2 separate regions of the Arabidopsis thaliana genome follow, and region 1 is linked to region 2. A link is a contact called in public targeted proximity ligation data. All regions are on one chromosome and are shown on one strand. The core of a region is the stretch at or near the end of the contact, and the rest is flanking DNA. Distances in the headings are between cores, read along the strand shown.

Region 1 (7,760 bases), core at 601-3,100, 47 kb before region 2:
CGTGGGGCTTAGATCATGTGCAGCGTCACGCATTCTCTCAATCTCGGGAACAGTTCCAGGAGAAGTGGCATCGTTTCTCTCGGAATTGGGAATGCGCTCTTCTGTCAAGTTACTTTGTCTAGGATCCTGGACTTCAGTGAATTCCTCTGTGACGTTACGAGGACTATAGGTTCCAGTATCGAAAGCAATATTGGAGTCTCTTGGCTCATTGTCTGGTCCTGTCTCATGAGCCGTTTCAACATCAATTTCTCCGGTATGCCTACTCACAGGTTCTGTTGATTGGCTGCTCAAAGCAAAAAAATATGTAACAACATTATTAAAGAAGATCAACTAAACAGATAAGGAAGATTAAGAGCAAGGTGTAGTAAAGGAAATCAAAACTCTATGAAGAGCCTCACTCGACATCCATCGGGATAGATTCTGAGATGATGTCCTGTAAGAAAGGCATACAAACTTTCATTCAATAACAAGTGCTCGGAGACATGGGAAACAAGAAGTCAGAATCAACTTCAAAGTCATAAGAAGCAAGCAGTAATCTCACCTCGTCGAATGTTACAGCAACATAAGGATCAATGCCAGTAGGAATTTGATCTGAAAAATAAGCATCAACATCATAAACACCTCAAAATCATGGTATGCTGCATCTAGAACCAAGGAAAAAAAACACAGACAAAAGGTACCTGTGAGAGTGATATCTTCCTCACTCCGAGTATGATTATCGAATTCCCTAGAATTCACAAGAAAAGAATGTTAAAGATGAGTCAGGCTTTAGAACAGATAAAAACTCAAATAAAAGCAAGAAAGAAGAATACATGTCGAGAGTGTCATCTTCCAAGTCGAACTCGTCCAGATTTAGTGCTTGAGGCAAAGTAACAGACTCAGGCGGGGCCTGTCTGGCATCCTCAGGCAAGTTAACTTGAGTAGAAACGAAAGCCTTAGCTACCCAAGTATTAAGGAGATTCCAGTCATTGTAAAGATAATCCACTTTCTTTGAATATATTCGCACTACCCCAACTAGAAGGTGACTTGACGTTCTCAATGCCAATGGTACTTCAGGAAACATTATATTATCTGCAAAGCCAATTGCAAAATTCTCGAAAAGTCAGAAACTTTATTAAAGCAGAGAATTTCAATTACTACAATGGGTTATATATAAAAAACAAAATCGGAATTTGATGAATGCCCATGTAAAAATTCGTATTGCCTTTTTGAAATTTCGAATTGGATACAATCAAAGGGGATTCAAAAAAAAAAGAAGCGAACTTTGGATCAAAAAGCGAAAATTGAAGATAGGAAAGACGAACCAACAGTGTCGGGGATGTTGATGGAGGTGTACTGAGACTTCTTGAGGCGTTGGTGCACATGAGCGGCGCACCACACCGTCCCCAATGGACCCTTTCGAGCCAAAAGCGTATGTGAATAAAACATTTTAATTCCTTCGAACAAGGAGCCCTAAAGAAGCAGAGATGGAGATACTGAAGTTGATTTGAGAGAGAAGGATTATCGAATCGAAGGTGTTACATTATTTAGAGAAACCAATCAATTTTGAATAGGAAACTGCAGAGCGAAAGAGAGAGAGACGAAGCGGTAGGGTTTTGTGTGCTTTTGGAGAGAGGAAGAAGTGTTTTTTTAGTGGAGCGGGAAAAAACATTTTGTGGCGCTAATGTTGAAATCATAGGCAAATAGACGCAATGACTTAAATACCCTTTTCTTATTGGATCCGAGTTTTTTGAAATTTGCCAAACAAAACAACTTGGGCCACTAAACCCAATGGCCAACTTTTCGGATTAATGGGCCTAAGGGGTACATTTGGAAATTCGCGTATATGAGAGTCTAGGGTTTTCTTCATATTTAGGTTTCTCTATTTCTTTCAGACGCTGGGTTCTTGCTTTTGCTGTTTGTTCTCTTGAGTGGAAGAAAGTTGCAGCCACTAAATCAGATCCGACAATGGTAAAGTTTTCTTCGCCTCTCAGTTTTATTATTCTCAGGAGGATTATTGAAGCTAAATATTATTTGTTTGATTATCTGTTCTCACGACTAGGATTTTAGTAAAGTTTGCATGATTGAGCTGAAAGTAATCAATCTCTTATTGTGGGTTTCTTGTTTGGTTACTGATAATCTAGTAGATTAGAGTCTTCCTCGTAATTGACCCATTGGTTTAAGTTTCATCTTGAAATGTATGAAGTGTTCATCATGCAGTAACATTTGGGTCGAAGTCTTGTTGTGTGTTCTGTTTTGTTTTGTATTGATTGAAAATGGATGTTGGTTTGGATAATCTGCAGCCGAAGCAAATCCATGAGATCAAGGACTTCCTTTTGACGGCGAGAAGGAAGGATGCAAGGTCTGTGAAGATCAAGAGAAGCAAGGACATTGTGAAGTTCAAGGTCAGGTGCTCAAGGTACCTCTACACACTATGTGTCTTCGACCAAGAGAAGGCCGATAAGTTGAAGCAGTCTCTTCCTCCAGGTTCACTATCTCTCTCTCTCTCTCTCTGTGACTCAGCCCAAACATTACACACTTGAAACCTCTTATCTCATAACATTTGTTAGATTGGATAGATGTTCCTAGCTTTGAGTAATTCATCACTTGAAAGTTCTAGTGTCATAATATTGTTGGATTTTGGTTTTTGAATTCGAATAGTCTTGTGGTTAATCTACTTTAATTCAGACACTTTTAATTGGCATGTTTAGGTCACAAGTTATTTTTGGTTGGTCCATGAACGCATGCGTCTATCTCTATCTAAGTTGAATTTGCCAATTGTTTATTTCAGGTTTGAGTGTGCAAGACCTTTGAAGATCTTATGAAATCAGGATCTATCATGGTTTTATATACCCTTGTCTTAGATGATTTTGTTTTTTCCCTTTCTGCTGTCTTTTGAATGACTATGATTCAGACTTCCGTTGAGTTTCTTTCTTATAACTTCAAGACTAAATTATGAGTTGGATTTGTATTTTTTTTTGCTATCAACTTGGTTAGTAATATATATGGCCCCAACAGTTTGGAGTTTTGGATAGTTGTGCTTTGAGAAGAAAGCAGACACCACAGATTTCATAAAATGTTCATTGCTATGTGATGCCAAACAAACTACAGAAAAAGTTACTGAAAAAAGAGTAAAACGTCGTAATGGAGATGATTGTAACGTCATCATTTTGGAGAAAAAGCAGTCGTTATTTTTCCGTTACCTCTCTGTATTCTCTTTATCTTCAACCTTCCAACACTTTCGAGACTTTCTCTATTGCATACTCTTGTTTTCCAAGGCAATTCTTCATTGCATACTCTTGTTTTCTATTTCGCGGGAGTCGAAGAAGACTGGGCGATGGCTCAAGTTATGAAGCCTTCCATAGGACGTGAACCAAACAAAAAAAAAAAGAGACTCAAGAAAGAAAGAAAGAGAATTTCATGAGGAATCTAAGGTCACACATAATATCAACAAAAGACAAACCGGTCCAAAGGAACTTGAATCAAAACGAAGATAATTAAGTTACAGAGAGATGATTTAGTTCAGGAACTACACAACAAAGTCCTTCATTGATTCATTGTCAAAGGATAAGGTAGAGTGGCAATGTGGTTATGAGCCACTGTTCCAATCCAAAGCTTCATTACCTTCCCTTGTCTATCCTCGAGCACCTCCAGGACTTTACCTTCCTCGTCGAATCTCGATATCACAGTGTACATTCTCATCCCCATCGTTTTCGCAAGCAGCTTCATCGGTATTGGCAACCGAAAGTAGATGCTTCTTATCCAAGGGTTGTTTGTAAGAACCTCTTGTGCCGGTGTTCTGCAACAATCAATTGCAACCCAAAACTGACCCTCTTCATTTATTCTTACATTGTCTGGGAATCCCGGGAGATCTGCCACCACCTCGACTTCACCCATCTTTGGACCCTCCAGCCAGTACTTCACCAATCTGTCATACACATAATGATGAAGAGAAATGAATGATAGATACAGCTATATAAACACAAAGTTGAGGGTCATACCTGCAATTGGTTGTTTCGGTGAAGAGGAGGAAAGATTGGTCTTTAGAGAGTTGAATTCCATTGGGAAAAGCCAAACCCTCCAGCACAATGTGTGTTGTTTTGGTAGGTGGGTCATATCTTAGAAGCCTTCCTGTTGATTCTCCTTCCAGTAATATAAAGAAATGATTCCTACAAAATACAAGTATAATTTCTATATCATACAATTTACGGTAGGAATTGACATACAAAGCAAGAATAAGAGAGTTGTCTTACGCTCTGTCATATCTTTTGCTGGTGTCAGTGAAGAAGATGGAGCCATTTCTATGGATGTCAAGGTCATTGGCAAAGAGTATAGGCTTTCCTTCCACATGAGTAGCTAAAGGCGTAGCAATCCCTCCTTCAGGACCAACCACAAGTAGACCATAGTAAGCGTCTGCAATATACAAATTTCCTGTCTCTTTATGAAATCTCAGTCCAAGAGGCCTCCCACACAGCTTCTCGTGCTTCCATTGCTTGTTTGTTGTTGAATCCACACCTCTCACACAAGCTTCCTCTGACCTAATTCTCATGAACACACATCAATAAGAAAAACTGAAACAAAACTCTCTGCACAAAAAAGAAGTGATGAATATGTAATCTCTTACCATTTTGATGTTACCACCGAAAATGTCTCCCATCCGATTGCTTCACCCATCCATCTAACCACTCTTCCATCAGCCAACCCTGTGTATGGACCACGACCTAAACTATCAAACTCTAATGACTCTGGACCAAAGACTTGGTCCACGAACTCCAGTTTCCCATGATTACCCAGTCGACTAAGGTTGTCTCTAGGCCAGCTTCCCATGACTTCCTTATATGGAGCAACCTCATGCTTCACGGGTTTGAACTCACGACCCCCGATTGGACTCATGTGAAAGGGGTCGATTGCTATGAAAAGTACAGATAAAGCAATGATACAGAGGATCGGATGATGAGTCATCATTGATTCATATGTACCATGCTGGCCTTTCTTCTCCATTTAAAAGTGCTTAGAGGTGGACCAGAAAGTAAGATCAGATTCACCTGATCAATGTACAAATTATATAAGCAATGTAAAACATTGTGGGTGCAGAGAAATGCAGATCTTGTGAATAAAATTGGGTTGAAAGTAGGTTCAATGGAAACAAACAACTAGTCAAAAGTTGATCTAAGTTAGACTACTCTGATACCAAATACAATTCTCATGACTCTATTTGAGATAGAGCTTCAAAATAATCATCTAACCAAAACTGCTCATAAATAAAAACTTGAAACTGTGAATCGGTGATTGTTCTACCCTTCTCTTACCTTCTCTTTTTGGAATATAAAACAAGGAAATGACAGAAGATGGAAACTAATAACAAAAGAAGACACTGCTCTAGTCCAAGAGACCTGCAGAAAACTTCATCTAATTACCTTGTGAACTTGAAAGAGTGCAAATAATATATCGTTCTGCTATTTCACCAATTCAATATATCAAAGAAAAACGAGTAATACAAGACTGTTGGTAGCATGCTTTCGTATTGAAATAAAGGAGAATGTCACAAATGAGGAAACATGTCTAGTGGACGGAATCTTTAGGTAAGACATGGGACCCTTTTGCAACTATACATCAACCACATGACAAAAGAATTGACTGTGTCATATTCATCTGTAATGATGCCTAAACAACACTAGCTTGCTTAATCCTTTTCACCACATTACGCAGTTCAAGCAAGCCTTGAGGATCTCTTAAATTTGGTTGGAACTTGAAACTGCAAAATCTTGGTTACCAACTCTCAGTCTTCATCTACTACCTCGATGACAAGAACTTGTTCCCAAATACAATATTGACCATGAACTGAATTCAGACAACTTCCACTCCACTAAGAGGAACTGCACTGGCTTGCAAGGTCCGGCCATTTCCAATAAACCGCACTGAGGGTAAAGAAGCATCAGTAAGCGATTCGATCTCCAAAAAACTGAAATCATAAGCACCCGATTTCTTCAAACTGAACACAAAGACAACTACAATCCAACCAAGCATAGTAAGAGCCCAGTAGTTGTTCATCCCACCAATCAGACCCCACGAAATGGCGTAACCAACAAGGATTCCCGACAAATGTCCCAGAAAACTAGCTTGTGGAACAATGATCGAAGTGAAAATGAGTGACTCGAATGGCGCAAAGCTAATGGGAAGAGACAAAAGCCCAAAAAGATTCAGCTTTGAAGAAGGTTGCTTAACAGAGAGAATCGTCATCCAACCAAAGACAACACAAGAGTAACCAACAGCTGTAACTCGCCGAAAATAATCAATCTTGAATCTAGCAATCAACAAATGATAGATCCCAATAACCAAAACACCAGAGAACACAACAAGAACAAGAGTGTAATGAAGGTAATAAGCAGTGCCAAGACCTACATGACCTAGCTGTTCAACAACACCAAGACTCCATAAAGCACTCATGTTAAACACAAGATGCAAGACACTAATATGTGATAAAGCAGATGTAATCATCCTCCAGTAATGCCCTTCGATTGCAGTCTCGTAACTCAATCCAACTTGAGAGTACCCAATACTCTTCTTCTGAATCACAAACCAAATCACACTGCATAACGTTACGATACAGCTCGTTGCTGGTTTCTCAATGATATCATAAAACAAAGGTCTTCCCATACTTAAGAAGCTAAACCCAATGCTCAATTCCCTCCTCCAAATCGACAATGAGGTAGAAAGCGATGCAAGCAAGCAATACACAGATCTGAGAATTAGTCTCAAAGCAGAGACCTTTTCAGCTAAAACCAATCGACCAAAGTATATGAATTCTCCAGAAGGATGAAAGAGAGATCTTTTCTTCCTTGGGACTCTGATTCGATTCGTCGTGTTCGCGCTAACTTGTTCCAGATTTTTCCAGGAGAAAGTTTCGTCTTTTCACCAAATCGAGTCAGAAAAAAAAACATTGAATCCAATTTTTTGTCTGTGTCGGCTTGACTTGTGGTACTGGGCCTAGGTCGTAATAGACCTTGGGCCTCTCACCATGAATTCTTTTGTCCAGCTATAAAAAATCTGGAATAGGAAAATTCAATGTTTAATTGTGGGAAAAAATGTTATAGGATCACGGTTGAATTTCTCACATAGCAATAATGTTTTTTTTTCGAAAAACATAGCTAAATATGACTGATATAATAGATTTCCATTTTAAAAAAAATAGCTAAATAATGTTTTGCTATTATTCTTGTCAAAATAAACTTTCATTTTGATTTTGTTCTTCAAAATATGGCTTTGGTAATTAGTCCCTAGCTAACATGTTATTCTTTTACGTTCATGTCTAACATTCACATGATGTTCTAACATACATAAGCTGCCTGAAATCCAAATAAATAGAGACAAATCCGTTTACAATTTCTAAAGTTCATCAAGTCAGCTACATAATATATATAACCAAATTGTTTTTTTTCTTTGGTTATATATCATGTAACCAAAATAATAACTAACAAATTTGGACGAATTGAAATTTAAACATGGTAGATCGTTTGTCAACTTATTAGAAATTTGGGATTACAGATTCATGTTTTTGATCGTCTGTTAATACTAGATTACAAACAAATAAAAAGAATGTTCGCCTTTTGTTTTTACTGTCGTTATCAATGAACAACAATGACAATATCAAAACTATGTTCGTTTTATTGTTGTTGAACCCATCCTTAAATTTTGGCGCACAAATATGTATTCCAGCAATTGACGACAATTATTTAAACACTATGTAGTTTTCACTTTTCAGTATTCTAATTCTCACGTAC
Region 2 (6,793 bases), core at 3,228-5,727:
AGTAGCTGAACATTGAACTCCCTGCAGTTTTTGATCCCCAATTTGCGCCAGCAAAGGGATCAACAACTCCTGTTTCGAACCAGGCCTATTTTCATGAAAATTAATATCATTAACAAACAGAACATAGGCAAAAGGAATAGCACTAAGCAGCAGAAATTCAATGACAATATGTAGGTACACGTGGCTGGTATCCAATTTGAAGATATCTCACTGAATGTAGTCATTAATCAGTAGAAAGTTCAGAAGAGCAGAAAGGACCTTTACCTGATAGTAACGTACAACATGCTGATGCTGCAAACGGGAAAGTGTTGCTACTTCTCTGAGTACCTCATAACGAGCACATGTAAAAACAGATTTAGCATTATACTCTAAACCGATCTAAACCATCAGTTATAGAGTATCTTATCCTCCCCAGATACAGCCTACACTAGAGTTTTAAAGCCGAGGCCATAAAGCCTGGTTTGCAGCAAACACAGTTGCAAGTAAAAAAAGTATAGAGCACATATATACGCAGATGAAGAACATGTTAATCCAGATCTCCACCACTTGCTTAAAGAGCATAGATAATTTCCAAGAAGCCCTTGCCAGGTGGCATAACATTTAGCTAATATTAACACAGAAAAACACCCCAAGATGGCACAGAGATCTTTAAATTGCTTTAAGTATATATGTTGGTCCAAATGTACTCACTATGAACAGTTTCTCACTTACCGAACTATCCGACTGTTGACAGGTATCTCTTTGTCCTTCAGTCGAATTTTCTTCACTGCATATTGTCTTCCATCCAGTTTATTTTTGCACAACACAACGTGGCCGAAACCACCTTGGCCTGCCAATCATAGAGTTTCAGCAGAGAGCAAGAAGGAAAACTACTTCCTCTAAACAAAATTGCAGAACAAATAAAATGTTGAGAAAGTGGACGTAACTCTAGCAGAGACAGTTTTCTGCAGAAGTACACATCTAAATAACTAATGAGTAACAAATAACATCTTATAAACCTTTGAGCAAAGACACTACTGAATTTGATCTTCTACACCTAAAACTGGAAAGAGAGAGAGAGAGAGAGAGAGAGAGAGAGAGAGAGAGAGAGAGAGAGAGAGAGAGAGAGAGAGAGAGAGAGAGAGAGAGAGAGAGAGAGAGAGAGAGAGAGAGAGAGAGAAAAGCATAGTGGAGAATGTACCAAGGGGTTTCAACTCTTCAAAATCATTGAGATATCGCGAGCTTGGGAGTGATGCATTTGGCTCGCAAGAATCAGAAGGTGGCTCCCAAAACTGAGGAACACTGGTTGAGGCCTTGAAAGATAACATCAATCAGATGCATTACATGAAACTCAAATAAGTAAATAATAACAATGAAGTGTGCCAAGGGATACGTACCATGTTTTGATTGAATGCATGTTCAAAGGTTCTATTAAAGTCTGGAGATGATTTGGAAGCTAAATCCAACACTTCTTCAGACAATATCTGAAATGGTTTAACATAGTTTTGGGGGAAAAAATGAAGAAACTTCCCTCGATGGATAAAAAAAATACAATTATCCAAAAGACTTACACCAAGCTCATGCAGTTCATCAGTTATCTGAGGTAATGCATCAGCCAAAGGTCCTCGGGAAGTGCAAGCTACTCGAAGTAAATGGACCATCAACAGATCTTTCTTGCTAATCTGAGGCACTTGATCTTGAGCTAAGGAATCAGAAGACCATGACCCCAGCGACTCACTTTCGGAGTTAGTGCTGTCATCTTCAGCTGTATCATCTTGAAGATTTGATTCCTGCTAAGAGAAACAAAAATATGCAAGCAACAACAACATTCAGCAACCAAAAGTAGATGCATACTTGAGAGGAGGTATATGACTCTTATTACTTAATTCTGGTTTTGTTGGTCAGGATACGCTAGTTATCTCTAACCAAAAGAAAACGTGCAGCCCCATTCACATAAATTCTAATTAGATTATTTCTGGAGTAGTGTCTCATATGAAAGGACCAGAGGCCAATATCTTAAAAAGGAAAAAAGGGATTGAGCTAAAACAGATGGACCTCCCCTCACCTTCTTCTCATTTTGGAATAATCCAGATTCCACATCGTCAGTAGATTTACTTGAGTCAAAAGAAGAGATGCTTGTATCATCAACATTCTCCTCTTGAACAGTATTCAGTTTGGCAATGGGAGCAGGCAGTGCAACTTCTTCTTTAGCATGGTCTTCAAATCGCTTCAGATTCTTGTCTGGCTTCTGATGCAAAATTCTTGAAGTGTCTAGTGGGTGAGATTGTACTGAAGATACGATTCCCCTATTTTCATCTGGAGTCAGACTCCAATTTCTTGCATCTTCCAAGCCACTAAATAGGTCTATAAAACCATACACAAAAGGTCCACCAGAACAGGATTTTGCTATATTTGAAAGCATAGGTTGCTCAATGAACTGAGTGCTTCGATGTGCAGTCAAGCATGGAACCTTCAGAAAGAAATAATAACACTATTGTTACAGGAAGAATGACCAATGCAAATAGATACGTGATGCAATAAATTTTCTTTTTACCAGCACTTAACAAGAGACAAGGATACTGTTGTTAGGCATAAACAGTCATTTGGGTGAATATACTTACAGATTCCTCATCATGACTTTCCGGAATGATTTCTGATAAAAACTCTTGAGCAGCCTCCACCAGGTTGAATATCATAACCCGACCTTCACGAGCATTGGAATTTGCCTGCATAGAATATAATTTTTTGAGTACCTTGTGTCAGCATAGAGCACTTCTGAATACCATAGAGTATATCATTATAGAAAATATTCCCATGCCTGGTCCTCGAGAAGAGATAAAAGCTTCTCAGCATCAGCTGTTGTCAACCCTTGTTCTGGAGTAATCTGAAGCTTGGGGCACTTGTAAGGATATCCTGGTAAGCACCTAAAAGGACAAACTAGTTAGAAGAAGTAATAAAAAGATGAACATGTTAATTATTTCATAATTTCGGAAAGAAGATACTCACCTAACTATAAGCATAGCAGATATGTCGGTGTCTTCATATCCCATGTCCTTTGAGTACGGCCTACTCGAATTACAAGGACCTTGGTGAATCAGACGCATTTACATGCACAAAAAAGAAAAATCACAACAGCTAAACTTGAATGCAAACATGTTGATCAGAAGAAAACCTGAGCTTGATTGCTATTTGCGGAGGCGAACGCGAATCAGAAACAACTTTGCAGTCCTCTTGAAATATTGCAGAGCTGATAACATGAAAACAAAAACCGATACTTCTTAGTTCTTACTATTAGAATTCATATAGAGACTCATTCTTTTCCTGATTTCGTTGTGGTGTTAATTAAAACTGCTCGTCTTTAACAACATTTACAAATAATTGCTATTGTTTTTCCCTGTAACATCTGAACGATCAAATCCCATAATCCCAACATTTACACAATTTCTAATCACAGCACAACTTTAAAGGTCATAGCAACTTCTATCATGCCCCTCCAAATCAAAAATTAACCACAAATCATCAAAAACCCTAAATCTCACATTGCCTAAATAACTCGTTTCACAAAATTCACAGAAATTAAAAGTTCAAACTTACAGAGCAGTGATCTCCTCAGATAGAAGTTCATTATCTTCATCAGCATTAGATCCATGGTCTTTCAGCTGACCCCTTCTTCCGCTACCTCCTCGTTTCTTCTTTTTCTTCGAACTGCTGCGACCCATTTCCTCAGCCCCAAAACACGCCTTAATCAATCTGCTCTTTCAATCAAACACCTTATCCTCCGATCGAAGAATCACCACAATCTACCAAAACCCAACTCCTTATAACAAGTTCTTCGTCAATCGCCACCGTTTCTCACAACTCCCGCCAAACAGTTTCGATCTAAGAATTTCAAAAAATGGCGACGGTGACTGCCAGCACTAACAAAACCTTCGATTACTTTTCTCTACTTGATCCCGGCGTAAAGAATTTTGAAAAATCGCTCTCAGTGATTGTTTTATATAAGTCTCAATGACGAAAAAATCATCGACGGCTCTTCTTCAAAGATGGCGCCATCAGAGTTCTATGTTGATCCTGTCCAGCACAAACATTCAAAACGCCGTCGTATTTGTATCAAATGATAATGGGCCTATTTATACGCCAATGAGTTTAAAGGCCCATTATAGATAGGTCAATCTGTGATGTTACAAAAATGTGACGTCGAAAAATAGCTTTATAACAGTGTTTTGACCGATATTGATTTCTTTTAAAACAACAAAAATATGTTTTTAAAAACCTTAATATCTACTTTCAAACAATAACGATAACGAGAGAAATGACGTAGACATGAAATTTGATATCAAAAACAATATAGTATGTACATTAATATTCTTAGAAATTAGTGTGAAAAAAAAGAAATGAATCCCTAAAAATCTTATTTTTTCCAAATTAAAATGCAAAATGAAAGTATAGAGAAAAAGAGAAAATCAAACCTGAGCCATAAGTGACCAATCAGAATCGACCCCGCTTAGTAGTTCCTGATTTTCCACACACCTTATCTTTCTCTTCTTCTTTAACCTCTCCAACTTCACTCTCTATCTTCCCCTGACGTGACTCTTCTCTCTCTTCCTCTCCATCAATGGCGACCACAAACTCTCTCCACCACCACCACCACTCCTCTCCTTCTTACACACACCACCGCAACAATCTCCATTGCCAATCTCACTTCGGACCAACTTCTCTTTCCCTCAAACAACCCACTTCCGCCGCAACATTCTCACTAATCTGCTCTGCTTCTTCCACCTCCTCCTCCACCACCGCCGTATCTGCCGTTTCAACCACAAACGCCTCCGCCACAACTGCCGAAACCGCGACCATATTCGACGTTCTGGAGAACCATCTCGTCAATCAAAACTTCAGACAAGCCGACGAGGAGACACGGAGATTACTCATTCAGATATCCGGAGAAGCCGCCGTGAAACGTGGCTACGTTTTCTTCTCCGAGGTGAAAACAATCTCCCCCGAAGATCTTCAAGCTATCGACAATCTATGGATTAAACACAGTGATGGTAGATTCGGATACAGCGTGCAACGCAAAATCTGGTTAAAAGTGAAGAAAGATTTCACAAGATTCTTCGTTAAAGTTGAGTGGATGAAGCTTCTTGACACAGAGGTTGTTCAATACAATTACAGAGCGTTTCCTGACGAATTCAAGTGGGAGCTTAACGATGAAACGCCTTTAGGACACTTACCGCTCACAAACGCCTTGAGAGGAACGCAGCTTCTGAAATGCGTTTTAAGCCATCCTGCGTTTGCGACAGCTGATGATAACAGTGGAGAAACAGAAGACGAGCTTAACAGAGGTGTTGCGGTGGCTAAGGAACAGGCAGGAGTAGGAGCAGACAAAAGAGTGTTTAAAACAAATTACAGCTTCTGATGTCTTTCTCCTTCTTTTTTTTTTTTTTTTAATATTGATTTTCTGATATTGTGAAAGTATAAACAAATCTCTGTAATCATATCATTAATTAAATCGGATTTCTCTTCAATGTCAGTTCCATTGTGATTATGGATGTATGAACAAAGCCAGATCATTAGTTAATGAATAAAAAAAAACATGACTCTTTCTTGGTTGATCAATGTGAAATTCATAAGTTCTGCAGATCTTAAGAACATGAAACTAATGTAGTTACTCTTGGACAGATCAAATCTGAAACAACAATTCGAACTCCACCAGCTGGTTCTTAAGGCCTTCTCTTGTGTTGTTGTTGCTGTCCTCTTAGGTGATTTGGTGAAAGAGAGATTAAGGATAAATACAAAGTTGGGATTTTGGCTCTGTTCAAGAAAGCTGCACCTCATATAATGAGCAATGTGTGACAAAGATCTAATGAATACGTTGCTGCCTCTGTAGCCTTGTAGTTAATTCTCAGTGTAGGCCATACACGTTACACGATGTGGACAGATGCTTTTTCTCTCATTCTGTGGTATTCAATGAATAAACGTTTTAGTAGTTAAACTATAATATATTGAACCGTGCATGTATATGTCAACAATGTGTTCTTTCACCATGAGAAAATTACATGATCAGAGCATTCTAAAACTGCTACAATAAGGAGGAAAAAAGTATGGCATAAGTCTTAATACTGACTAGCTTCTAGGCACATGGGCAGAGTCGTCGGGTGTGTTGGTGTGAACCGTCACAGGAAAGCAATGATTGTGTCCGGGTATACAAACACGCGCCTGGATACTGCAGACCAAGAAAATAAACACACACATATGGAATCACTCAGTTTATGAACAAGATTCAAAAATTGAGTCAGGAGAAGCAATGTAAATAAATTATTTCACTGAGGATTCAGGAACTTAAAGGGCGCATAAAAGAGAAAAAAAAAAAGATGAAATACCAAATCTCTCGGCGCATCTTCGACAACTTCAGCAGGTTGGTCAGCCCCGGCACTTGCTAAACACGACCCTTTGCAGTTCATGTATCTTTTCATACTAAGCAAACAAAGAAGAAGAGAAAGAACTATGTGAACACCAACAAAATTGCCAGTTTTTAATCTATTCTATATAGAAATCTCTGAAACATGACTTGATAGTTGGCTTAAAAGATTGACTCTGGTAAAATAGTTGCTTAAGAAGAGACTTACACGTCACACTGGTTTAGAAGTGAGAGTTTATTCATCACACACAATTGTCCACGTGATTTGCAAACTGCATCGCATGAATCTCCTTGACTGTGAAACCAATCCAATAGAGAAGAGTCTAAGAGTATGGTCTCCACAAGAGCATATACAATTCAAACCTCTAGAGCAGTGAAGGGTGTTACCTTCCGACAATA

What was found.
Region 1: a targeted proximity ligation map of shoot shows a contact between it and region 2, with 12 read pairs. A contact is called at or near these places in 2 of 26 Hi-C or Micro-C datasets (root and vegetative nucleus), 1 of 2 datasets of targeted methods (shoot) and 1 of 3 other capture datasets (shoot).

What each region holds. Positions count from the first base shown.
Region 1 is chr3:21,990,930-21,998,689 of TAIR10.1, reverse strand. AT3G59540 (Ribosomal L38e protein family) reads left to right here and starts at 1,850. Exons shown (of 3, transcript NM_115816.6): 1 at 1,850-1,950; 2 at 2,283-2,466; 3 at 2,771-3,080. The coding sequence starts at 1,948. The coding sequence ends at 2,793. SYN3 (Rad21/Rec8-like family protein) reads right to left here and starts at 1,638. Exons shown (of 12, transcript NM_115817.3): 1 at 1,305-1,638; 2 at 813-1,071; 3 at 681-727; 4 at 542-591; 5 at 399-433; 6 at 1-283. The coding sequence starts at 1,428. It overlaps RBL13 (RHOMBOID-like protein 13), which reads right to left and starts at 6,864. Exons shown (of 1, transcript NM_115814.2): 1 at 5,427-6,864. The coding sequence starts at 6,636. The coding sequence ends at 5,827. LAP3 (Calcium-dependent phosphotriesterase superfamily protein) reads right to left here and starts at 5,437. Exons shown (of 5, transcript NM_202733.3): 1 at 5,397-5,437; 2 at 4,604-5,024; 3 at 4,233-4,517; 4 at 3,981-4,148; 5 at 3,382-3,907. The coding sequence starts at 4,980. The coding sequence ends at 3,526. It also overlaps AT3G00930.
Region 2 is chr3:21,947,480-21,954,272 of TAIR10.1, reverse strand. It overlaps GUN4 (protein GENOMES UNCOUPLED 4), which reads left to right and starts at 4,477. Exons shown (of 1, transcript NM_115802.4): 1 at 4,477-5,772. The coding sequence starts at 4,595. The coding sequence ends at 5,392. GCN2 (protein kinase family protein) reads right to left here and starts at 5,422. Exons shown (of 29, transcript NM_001339969.1): 1 at 4,449-5,422; 2 at 3,574-4,050; 3 at 3,152-3,226; 4 at 2,986-3,045; 5 at 2,798-2,903; 6 at 2,601-2,705; 7 at 2,045-2,449; 8 at 1,551-1,769; 9 at 1,377-1,463; 10 at 1,181-1,292; 11 at 712-829; 12 at 265-319; 13 at 1-85. The coding sequence starts at 3,698. AT3G59390 (glycosyltransferase family protein) reads right to left here. Exons shown (of 12, transcript NM_115801.4): 8 at 6,782-6,793; 9 at 6,603-6,689; 10 at 6,357-6,450; 11 at 6,101-6,199; 12 at 5,901-5,931. The coding sequence ends at 6,107.